2 separate regions of the Drosophila melanogaster genome follow, and region 1 is linked to region 2. Evidence: chromatin contacts called from public Hi-C data. All regions are on one chromosome and are shown on one strand. The core of a region is the stretch at or near the end of the contact, and the rest is flanking DNA. Distances in the headings are between cores, read along the strand shown.

Evidence for each region. A called contact is a pair of places that touch in the nucleus more often than the background predicts.
Region 1: a contact with region 2 is called in a Hi-C map of the OSC cell line, with 2.9 times the contacts expected there. The contact joins the promoter of Golgin84 here to the promoter of CG5715 in region 2. A contact is called at or near these places in 8 of 107 Hi-C or Micro-C datasets (the Clone 8 cell line, the D17-c3 cell line, the OSC cell line and 4 more) and 1 of 6 datasets of contacts at active chromatin or transcription factors (the S2 cell line).

What each region holds. Positions count from the first base shown.
Region 1 is chr3R:24,356,587-24,359,316 of dm6, forward strand. Golgin84 (Golgin-84) reads right to left here and starts at 1,352. Exons shown (of 2, transcript NM_142993.3): 1 at 1-1,352. The coding sequence starts at 1,290. CG18528 reads right to left here. Exons shown (of 3, transcript NM_142994.4): 2 at 2,668-2,730; 3 at 1,509-2,611. The coding sequence ends at 1,625.
Region 2 is chr3R:24,293,142-24,295,881 of dm6, forward strand. CG5715 reads right to left here and starts at 1,258. Exons shown (of 2, transcript NM_142985.4): 1 at 837-1,258; 2 at 225-780. The coding sequence starts at 1,229. The coding sequence ends at 286. Uck (Uridine-cytidine kinase) reads left to right here. Exons shown (of 8, transcript NM_001260352.2): 8 at 1-230. crb (crumbs) reads left to right here and starts at 1,937. Exons shown (of 14, transcript NM_001260355.2): 1 at 1,937-2,723. The coding sequence starts at 2,486.

The sequences.
Region 1 (2,730 bases), core at 102-2,601, 64 kb after region 2:
GCTCTCCATTTCCACCAAGTGCATGTTTTGCTGTAGCTGCGTCTGTGCCTTTTCGTGCTGTAGTCGCAGGGCATTTCTCTCACTCGTAACTCTTTCCAGAAGACTTTGACGTTCGACCAGTGATTGGGTTAAAGCCTTTAGCCGAGTCTCGTAATCGCTCTTGGCTCCCGTGTTGGCTTCCTCGCTCAATCGCTGACGCATCTGCTGAAGCTGCTGCTCCCGCTCCTGGAGTCGAGTGGCGGCAGCAGCCATTTGGTTACTAAGTTGCTGCCGCAGTGAGGCCAGTTCCTGCGTGAGCACTCGCTGATCGGATTCGGAGGTCACACTGTGTTCCCTTGCCTGTCGCAACTCCTTTGCTAGTGTTTCCTCGCGTTGGCGGGCAGAGCTTAGTTCCACCTGTCGTTGTCTTTCCTGGGAAACGTAATCGTCCAGCTGCAAGCGCGCCTTTTGCAGTTCCTCGTTGGCATGCTCTAGTTCTTGCTTAAGTGACTCGTGTTCAATTTGCAGAAAACGCGTTTCACTGTCCTTGGACACCAGGTTTGGATCTGCGCCCTCCTCCGTGGGCTTCGCCTTCAACTCTGCGATGAGGGAATCCTTTGCTTGCAGAGCTCGCTGAGCCTTGATACGGTATTCCTGAAGCTCCTGGCGCTGCTGCTCCGTTTCCTTTGTTTGCATTTGCAATTTGTGAGCGGCGCTTATGTATTCCTGCTGCAACTTGGCCAGATTGGTTTCCAGTTCGGAGATGGAGTGCACATACGCCATGTTAGCTGCCTGGGCCTCATTGTAGTCATGAACCGCCTTGTCCCGCTCTTCGGACAGACTTTTAACCAGAGCTTCCAGCACCTGGGTGTGTTGATGCAGATCAAACTTTTCGGTTTCGTTATTAAGATCTTCCAAGCGCAGACGCAGTTCATCTCTTTCGGCCGTGATTTCATTCAGGGCGATCTTGAAGGCAGCCAATTCATTTGTGTCCATTGAGTTGGCGGATATGTCGGGACTGTTGGAGAAACTGGCCGACGTGGTCATCTTTTGGCGCATGTCCTTAGTGACCACGGAGACCCCGCCATCGCTTTTTACACTTGATGAGCTATTGGCCCCCGAGCGCCGCACTGGCGACAGAGTGGACTTCAGGGATGTGGACAGTGATTGGGTGCTGCTCGTCATGCTCCTACGCATGGGATCCGCTGAACCTGTGGCGTTCTCTGTCTGCAGGGCCGTTGCCGCATTTTGGTCCAGCTTGTTCAAAATGTTTTCGGCCTTGTCCGCCAGTCCTGTGATCCAGGATGACATATTTTTCTAAGAAAAACAAATCTCTTCGAGTAAAACACGTAAACAATATCACACTGTGTGCCCATATCGCTATCGACTGCGGAATGGTCAACTCCAAAGTTAAGGTCACTCTAAAAGTAACGTAATTTTGAAAAACCTTTTTTCTGATCAAAAAAATATTTATATGAAAATGTAAGGATTGGTTTTAGAAATAAATGTAATTCCAATCTTTCTTATCCGTGCAGAAATGTTAATTTATTATGCTTATCAAAACTCTAGGGTACAAATGAATATTTTATTCAATACTCAACATGGGCAGTGTAATCTTCGCAACTCACAACTATAAACTATCTCTTCACTTTCCAATGCAAAAGTCCTTGAAGACCACGTCGAGTATATCTTCGCAGCTGATGTGTCCGGTGATGCGTTCGATGCAGCGCACGGAGTTGCGCAGCTTGGAGGCGGCTATGGCCATGTCCGGGTAAACGTCGGGTCTGTAATCTCGTAGAAAAATATCAATGTTCTCAATGCAGCGCTCCAGTTGCTGACGGTAGCGTGTGTTTGTGATGCGTGGATTCTCCGCCCGCGGTTCTCCGCACAGTTCTTGCAGCTGCTTCTCCAGTGATCCCAGAAACACGGGCATCTTATCGGGCTTATGGCATGATATGGCTAACACGTTGGACAGCTTGTCCAGCTGCTGATGCTCCTCATCCGTCAAAGTGTCGGTTTTATTGGCCACCAATTGCAGACGTTTCCCTGAGCACATGTCCAGAGGTATATCCAACTCGCCCAGATAGCTATCTACAAACGGAGCAACTGCGTCGTCGTGCGTCAGCTGTGCAATGTTCTTGGCTTCTGCTAGGAGCAATATCAAATCAGATTGGACTAGACAATTCTTGGCTCTCTGCATTCCCTCCTGCTCTATACTATCCGTAGTATATCGGCGTAATCCGGCTGTGTCGGAAAATACCACCGGGTATCCTCCGAAATTGTGCATTGTTTCTATAATATCCCTTGTGGTGCCCGCCTGATCCGTCACTATGGACACGGATCGCTGGCAGAGGAGATTGAGCAGACTACTCTTGCCAACATTGGGTGCTCCAATGATCACAGTGCGGACTCCGTCGCGGAGGAGCTCTCCCTGCCGCTGGTCACTCAAATGCTCGCGAATCTCACGCTTTACCGCCTTTAGTTCTTTGCCGAGTTGCAGGATGATGCCGCCTTCGATTTGCTCCTCTTCGGCGAAGTCTATGTAGGCCTCCAAATGGGCAGCACAGCGAATAAGTCGACGGCGCCAGTTGTCGTAGAGTCGAGCCAGTGCTCCAGTGCTTTGTAGCAGTGCCTGGAGAAAGAAGAGACTTGAAACAAAATTTATGAGACCCTAAGTCCACTGTCTACCTGCTTTCTTTGCGCCTCCGTTTCAGCATGGATAAGATCGGCCAATCCCTCCACCTCTGTCAA
Region 2 (2,740 bases), core at 8-2,507:
CGGCACGTACAACGCCATCCGAAGATTCTCGACGATCTGCAAGGAGCTCAACATGCAGGGCAACTATTTCTTTGAGACAAATAAGAACCTGCCGTACCACTAGGATGGGATGGCGTGAGAGTTCCCGGAGCAGTACAAGACACGACGCACATAGGCGATTGTTAATTATCTAACCAAATATTGTACCCATAGACATATTTTTTCAGTAAACACAATTGATTGTTGATGATAAATATTTATGTTTGTCAAAATACTGTTACCGAATGCTTCGACTGCAGTTGTCATCTACACCTTGCACTTGTACATTGCGTTGATCTTGCGCACATCTCCGGCTGAGAAGCCCTTGCGTTGACCCATCTGGCTGGCATCGGATGTGGCACGCAGTGCCTTCAACGTGGGCTGGCCATTCCGAGTGAAACTGGTGGGGGAGTAGTGCATCACACTGCCATAGTCGTATTCCACGCCGAAGCCGTACTGTGTCCTGGAACTGGACTTCTCGAAGTTGACCATCATCTCGGGCTTGATGTTGTCCTTCATCACGCGCACATAGGAGTCACGTTCGTGACGATTCTGCTCATGGAAGAAGCCCAGGGCGTGCATCAGCTCGTGAATGGGAGTGCCGTATGTACGCAAGCAGTTGGGCGACTGCAGATTCACTTCCTGGCGACCACCTAAGCGCCCAATGCTACTCCAGCAGCCAGACTTTCCGCTACCAATGGAGATGTAATCCTTTTCGGTGGTCCTGGGCTTGAAGCGCACGCATGTTTTGGTGTGGTATTCCTAAGATACAAAATCTTATTTGTAAATTGTAATAGGGACTATTACTGAAACCTCACCTTAAAAGCGTGGTTAATATTCCCCAATTCCTGGCTGGTAAAAGGACCTTTGATCTCGTAGGGCACAACGCCGCCCGGCCAGCGGGAACTCAGCGCCAAAATGCCATTACGAGTGCCATTGAATCGGGCGTCCCTGTAGCTCAGTGGAATCAGGATGTCACCTTCGTGGTAGGTTCCCAGCTCCTCGGGATTCAGCGGGGATTCCACACCGAGTGCCTCAACCAAAGCTCCAGTCGTCTCCACGTCCGGATTACCGAACAGAGTATCTCCAAGATCTGTCAAGTCAATCATTTCCTGGGAGTCCATATCCTCCAGGGGCATGGAATCTCCCAGAGAAATGCCCAGTATAATCAGTAGCAAAAGCGAACCAGTATTATTTTGCGATTTGCCCATTTTGCTAATTCCCCAACTGCTGTGATTTCTAACCAGGCTTACCCACATTATATAGTCCCACCTAGACCTCCAAAAATTGACGACATGTTGTCGGTGCTGCCTGTTTATGCTGAGTTCTCTTTGAAACGATAAGTCGGCGCTTTGTGGCCGTTTACATTTACATTAAGTACGTAGTTGCTATCCGCCGGCTTCTTGATTTATGGGGAATTTACTTTTATGCATTCCGACTTGAAAATATGTGCAGTGCGGAATTTTCGCAAGTTAAGATTTGCGGTATTATAAAAGGTTTATTCTATTTGGATTATGATGATGTAGGTCACAACTTACAAAACCCATAACTGCCGTTGGTAATTTAAGTGAAGTTTACGTTTTCATGTTCCCGCCATAAATTAAACTTTACTATGCTCGTGTATTTTGGAATGTCACCTAGACATACACACGATATTAATTGATATATTGAATAGTTATATCAGTAAAGTTTTATGAAAATGTAATTAACGGTTTAATTCTTGTGCGAAATCAATTCAAGAACAAAATATTTTTTTTGTACATATTGTACCACTGTGCAACTTGAATATCAGTGTGGCCATGCATGTTGACTCTATATCAAAATCCAGCCAAACCTAGCCAAGCGGACTGGTCACACTGCACCATATATAAGCCCACGAAACGGATATCGCCGATTCAAACGGTCGAACATTTTTCTTGCTGCTCGTACGTACGTTTTATTGGTTGCTCGCGCTCGTAACGTTTTTTTCGCCCCGTTTTGGCCAATGTGTGTGCGCGCGCGTGTGTGTGTGCTGCTTGCAGTTCAAAAGGGCAGCGACAACAACAAGAACAGCGCACCTCTCTTTTAAGCCAAGTCTTCGGCGCTCGTATGTGTGTGTGTGTGTTGGTGTGATTCAGAATCGTGGCCTGGGAAGAAATGGCAAATTAGTTGGCTCAAAGTGGAATCTCTGTGCTCAATATTCAAATTCAGGCTAGAAAGTGTCGCGTGCGAAAGTTTGCAAATAATACAACTAGCAGAAAAAGAGGAATATAACTTAAAAAAAATAAAAATAACCTGTTCTAAGCCAAGTGCCGATTGCGCGCGTGTGTGTGTGTGCGTATGAGTGTTTGCGTGGAGCAGAGAGAAGGGAGAATGCAATTACCAACAACAACAAGCTCAATGAGTATCGTTTGAATAGCAATAATATCTAGCCAAAAGCAACCCTTTCCAATACGAAAACTCGACTTGAGCCAACAAATCAGCGATCATGGCTAAAATCGCCAATGCGTCACTGTCGCAACAACAAAAACAGCGGCAAGCAGAAACAGCAACGACCACAACAACAACAGTGGCGGCATCAGTAGAAACAGCAACAACAACAGCAAGAAGTCGAGACCGCACGAAAAGCGCAGCTCAAATTACGTCGCATTTGCTCAAGCGCGCCATTTCAGTTTATTCGTCGCCTCAATGGATACCGCTCTTCATACTTATTTACTTAGCAACAGGTGAGAGAGAACCCTGA